Linked DNA regions of Pan troglodytes: region 1 is linked to region 2. The links are chromatin contacts, called in public Hi-C maps. All regions are on one chromosome and are shown on one strand. Each heading gives the region's core, a stretch centred on a gene start, on an enhancer-like site or on the middle of the called end of the contact. The rest is flanking DNA. Distances are from core to core; before and after follow the strand shown.

The links. Hi-C and Micro-C count contacts between places; a contact is called where the count stands out from the background.
Region 1: a Hi-C map of stem cell-derived neural progenitor cells shows a contact between it and region 2, with 4 times the contacts expected there. The contact joins two enhancer-like sites. A contact is called at or near these places in 1 of 7 Hi-C or Micro-C datasets (stem cell-derived neural progenitor cells) and 1 of 1 other capture datasets (stem cell-derived neural stem cells).

Annotation. Positions count from the first base shown.
Region 1 is chr20:59,199,640-59,202,339 of NHGRI_mPanTro3-v2.0_pri, forward strand. It overlaps a transcript of ZSCAN5A not described here. Among named protein-coding and RNA genes, the nearest start is that of EDDM13, 20 kb to the right of the region's middle. Within about 2 kb of position 1,327, at least 3 of the 24 cell types and tissues checked have an H3K27ac peak or open chromatin away from gene starts, as enhancers often do. A contact at or near this core is called in stem cell-derived neural progenitor cells and stem cell-derived neural stem cells, where this site is marked.
Region 2 is chr20:59,024,234-59,026,933 of NHGRI_mPanTro3-v2.0_pri, forward strand. No RefSeq gene overlaps it. Among named protein-coding and RNA genes, the nearest start is that of ZNF787, 42 kb to the right of the region's middle. Within about 2 kb of position 1,343, at least 11 of the 24 cell types and tissues checked have an H3K27ac peak or open chromatin away from gene starts, as enhancers often do. A contact at or near this core is called in stem cell-derived neural progenitor cells and stem cell-derived neural stem cells, where this site is marked.

The DNA of each region.
Region 1 (2,700 bases), core at 77-2,576, 180 kb after region 2:
TAAGTGAAATAAGCCAGTCCAAGTTATCCTGCCCACTCAGCCTGGCTAATTTTTAAATGTTTTTATAGAGACAGTGTCTCACTATGTTGCCCAGGCCAGTCTCAAAGTCCTGAGCTCAACTGATCTTCCTGCCTTGGCCTTCCAAAGCGCTGGAATTACAGATGTGAACCAGCACACCTGGGGAAGAATTGTTTTTTATATTTTTAAAGTGTGGTAATATGAGCAAACCAGAGAAGAATATCCAACATAGACCAAATAGCCTGCAAAACCTAAAATATATATTCTCTGCTCCTTTGTGGAAAAAAGCTTTCTGACCTCCAAAATAAAGATTTATTGACCACAACATGGGCCTAACTATAAAGAAAAAAGAATTCTGAAGCACACCTAGGGAGGAAGGTTTCTCAGAGGAATGGGAATCCATTGACAAATTTTAAAGAATGGAGCAGCACAATTGGGTTTACCTAATTTAAAGCTCAACATGCCTGTCAAGTGATAATGGATTGGAAGAGAGGATATGGGAGCAATCAAGATTCTCTTATGGTTTTCTGGGAGAGAAAAAGGAGAACTGATGGATTCAGGTGCACCTACCCAAACCTGACTTGAGCAGGTGAGAGGCTGTAACAACGCAAACGTTGGGGCCGCCCAGGAGAAAAAGGATTACACCACCCAAAATTGGGTTTGAATGTTAAGACTGAGGACACACACATACCCACACTCCAAGAGGGTATGAAGCTTATTACATAACAGGATTTCTGAAGAGAGCAGAGTGGGCTTTCCCAAGCTGGTCTGAATGTGGCTTGAGAGGGCAGAGAAAGGAGGCTGGTTTGGGGTTGGGGTTTTATGGTGCTTAGGGGATGGGCCACAGCCAGGGGTACTACACAGGGTTTGAACTCCCCACTGGCACTAGAAGAGGGAGTACCCAGGTTTTCTAATCAGCTTGTCCAGCTGTGGGGTGATAAGAAACAAACATCAAACATGGTTAAACTTTTAATAATCCCAAGGAAAGAGCAAGTCAAAAGTGGAGGTATGAACCTCAATGTCTGGGTGAGGCCTCTGGTTGGGCAAGGGTGGGACCATGGTCACCGGGGAAATAGGAGGCAGCCTTCTGGGGTCCAGGGGCCAAGGCTGGTGGCTGGAGTATGGAAAGGCCTGTGGTAAGGCAGCCACAGGCAGGAGCTGGGGTCGTGAACACGCCAGGGGGCCCCATTCACGTGGGGCTGACAAGGCCAAAACAGGAGCAAGAAGAAAGACAAGATGGCGACGCAGTGGCGCCCCTTCCTCCTGGGATATCCCTCCCACCCCCTCTAGTGGCAGAGCCTAGCACTGCGCTCCCTGCAAAGTTGCCAGGACAGCTCCGTGATTGCAGGGCCGGCACTGAACCTGTGGACTTAGAAGCTGGGAGGCAATTGACTGGTAACTGACACAGAAGCCCTGTTCCTTTCCCTTGCAGAGGTGTGAGCCTATAGGTTCAGTTACTCTGGAGGCTGAGGTGGGAGGATCACCTGAGCCTGGGAATTTTGAGGCTGCAGTGAGCTGTGATTGTGCCACTGCACTCCAGCTTGGGTGACAGAGCAAGAGGCTGTCTCAAAAAAAAAAAAAAAAGTCCTCTGGATGGTCAGGAGAGCAACAGAAGGTGGGCGGGGAGGGGGGGTGGAGGGGGAGAGAAAAAAAGATGGAGAGAGAAATTTGTGGACCCCAAGAATATAGCTCACCTAGAAAGGTTGGAACACCTGAAATGGAAGTAGTGGCTTGTCCACAGGATCATAGAACTTGTAAAAGAATCCCGTGCACCAAATAAAGCATGCAAATAACAGGAAAATGCCAGAAAGCTGAACACCTGGGTGGCAGTCTGTGCACCCCAGTGAAGGAACGTGAACAAGCGGCTCCCATCGGTGTGCTGGCAAGACACACACTGGCGGGAGGTGAGGGTTGTGATATTAAGAAGGACTGAGGTGAACAGTTTTTAATGTTGGGATGTCAACAGAATGAGGACGCGTGGGGAGACGTTATCTGGTGTTATAGACACTAAATACATTTTTTTTTCTTACAATAAGAAGTTGAAGATCTGAGTGGATGAGAACTGGAGAAAGTAGGGATGCAGTGTCTCTTCGTGAATTCAGGTTTTGCACGGGGTAAGGTGGCTGTGTCTAAGCCGGTGCCACTAGCATCATACGCACCCAGCTTATGTTAAAAATTTAAAGTTAGAATGATTTTATAGCTAATTTGTATAGTTATGAGAGATGTCCAGCAGATGGCAGAAAAGATCTTGTTCTAACAGATAACAGCTAGATGGTTCTGCTTCTGTTTGACATTAAACATAACCAAAGCGTCAAACAACAGAAAAGGTTATCTAACTGATATACCAGTGAATGAGCATCTTTTTTTTTTTTTTTTTTTTTTAAAATAAATCTTCCTCTCCTGTTAGTGTGAGGCTAAATTTGGTGGTTCATATGATGGTTCACTCGATCTGACATTTTTTTCTTGTACTCTACTAGAATGTATATTTAAATTTTATAATGAAATATTTTATTATTATACAAATCATTGTTGTTAGTCCCAAAGTATTACATAAAGATAAACTGTGGTCGCTATATATAATTACATTCTAATTAGTGTATAGACTATTTTATTTATTATACAATTTCAGGAGGAGACCAATGTTTTCATCATCTTACCTATTAGTTGTAGCAAATTCTAGGA
Region 2 (2,700 bases), core at 93-2,592:
GCGGCTGGGCTCCAGGGGCTTGGGTCTAACAGTGCTGATCATGACCACGGCGGTGTGGAATGGTCACTGGGAGAGGCTGAGCTCAGGGGCTTGGGTCTAACAGTGCTGATCATGACCACGGCGGTGTGGAATGGTCACTGGGAGCAGCTGGTCTCGAGGGGCTTGGGTCTAACAGTGCTGATCATGACTACGGCGGTGTGGAATGGTCACTAGGGAGCAGCTGAGCTCGAGGGGCTTGGGTCTAACAGTGCTGATCATGACCACAGGGTGTGGAATGGTCACTAGGGAGTGGTTGAGTGAGGGGCTTGTGTCTAACAGTGCTGATCGTGACCACGGCGGTGTGGAATGGTCACTGGGAGCGGCTGGGCTCGAGGGGCTTGTGTCTAACAGTGCTGATCATGACCACGGCGGTGTGGAATGGTCACTGGGAGTGGCTAAGCGAGGGCCTTGGGTCTAACAGTGCTGATCATGACCACAGACGTCACATGGTCACTGGGAGCGGCTGAGCTCCAGGGGCTTGGGTCTAACAGTGCTGATCATGACCACGGCGGTGTGGCCTGGTCACTGGGAGTGGCTGAGCTCGAGGGGCTTCGGTCTAACAGTGCTGATCATGACCACAGCGGTGTGGAATGGTCACTGGGAGCGGCTGAGCTCCAGGGCCTTGGGTCTAACAGTGCTGATCATGACCACAGACGTCACATGGTCACTGGGAGCGGCTGGTGTCGAGGGGCTTGCGTCTAACAGTGCTGATCATGACCACGGCGGTGTGGAATGGTCACTAGGGAGAGGCTAAGCGAGGGCCTTGGGTCTAACAGTGCTGATCATGACCACAGGTGGGACATGGTCACTAGGGGGCGCCACATCCCGCTTTCCTACCCTAACCGCCTCCTCCCCCCTCAACTTTCTTCCAGCTGGGGCGCTTTGCATTTGTGGCTATTGGTGCGTGTGAACAAGCGCTCCTTGCGCCCCACAGGGCCTCTCCCCTGCTGTGGCCCCGCCTGGACCGCGCTTCCTGAACTGCCCTTGGAAGTTCCCCTCTTTCCTCGCGGCTCAGCTTCTCCGTCCACTTACTCGCCCGTGTTTATCGGGCACGCACTTCCTGCCAGTGGCTCTGCTAAGCAAGGGGACACGGCGGTGACCTCGACAGGCAAAATCTCTGCCCTCACGGGGAGTGGGAGTGGTTGGGGGGGGGGGACACACAGAGATGATGACTGAAGAGACAAAAAGAGACCCCTGGGGGTGAGACATGGAGGAAGTCCTGGGCATGGGCAGGTGTGACAGGCAGCTGTGTGGGAGGCGGGTCCCAGGGGAGTGAGATCCAGACAGACGTGGGCAAGAGGAAGGGGACCCTCCACCCAGCTCATTTCCTGCTCTGAAGGCCGCAGTCTGTATCCCTGAGGGCAGGGACTAGTGTGTCTGCCCCGCTGCATCCCCAGTGCCTGGAGCGGACACCGAGTCGAGGGCGACTCCGCCAGGCGGCCACGGTGTCAAAGCAGCTCCGGCGTGGGGCCCGACTGTCCTGAGTTTGAATCGGGTTCTCCATTTACTGAGCGTGTGATCTAAAGTGAGTGGCTTCACTTCTCTGAGCTGGCTTGCTTCTCTGTGACCAGCGACATCCAGCCATGTCTAAACAGTGTGGGCAAAGCCAGGCAGCTGAAACCAACTTTGCTGTGTCTTGTTTTAAGTCCTGGAGAAGTCCCTTCCCTCTGAGCCTGCTTTCCCGTCTGTAGAGTGGAGGGTTAAAAGAGGTTGTTTTGTTTTGTTTTGTTTTGTTTTTTGAGATGGAGTCTCACTCTTTTGCCCAGGCCGGAGCGCGGTGGCACTATCTCGAATCACTGCAACCTCTGCCTCCCGGATTCAAGCAATTTCCTGCCTCAGCCTCCCAAGTAGCTGGGATTACAGACACCCACCCCCACGCCCAGCTAATTTTCATATTTGTAGTAGAGACGGGGTTTCGTCATGTTGGCCAGGCTGGTCTCAAACTCCTGACCTCAGGTGATCGGCCCGCCTTGGCCTCCCAAAGTGCTGGGATTACAGGCGTGAGCCACCGCGCCCGGTCTAAACAAGGTATTAGTGAAGCACCTGACACACAGTGGTGCACATTGAACCGTCACCTTGCTCCCCAGGGTCCCAGCTATCAGCCATATCCAAGCCCTCACTGCGGAGAGTAGATAGGAGACAGTCACTTCATACATTCTAGGGGACATGATAAGCGTCTGACCTCTGGGGAGGGTGATACAGCCGGATCTGTTGGGATCCAAACGCACATTCCTCTTCATCTTACAGTTCCTGTCAGGACAAGCAGCACAGGGTGTGGGTCGGATTTGGTGCTACTGCTGCATTGCTACAGTAGCAGAAGACTAGAAACAGGCAGACTGCACGTCAGTCAGGAATTAAACACTGTGTCTGCACAAAGGAACACTTTGAAAGTGTTTTTTAAAATAAGAAATGTAGATAGGGCTCTTTGGAACAATCATAGGTAGATACATAAATAGGTATAGTTGATAGATACATAGATAGCTAAAGATAGATGACAGATAACAGATAGAGTACACAAATAGATTATTGAGAGATAATAGATGGTGAAGATAGGAAGATCACAGATATGTACTATGAAGGTAGATGATAAATTGATACATATCTATGTAAGTAGATAATAGATGATATACATGGATGATATAGATTATAGATGATAGACAC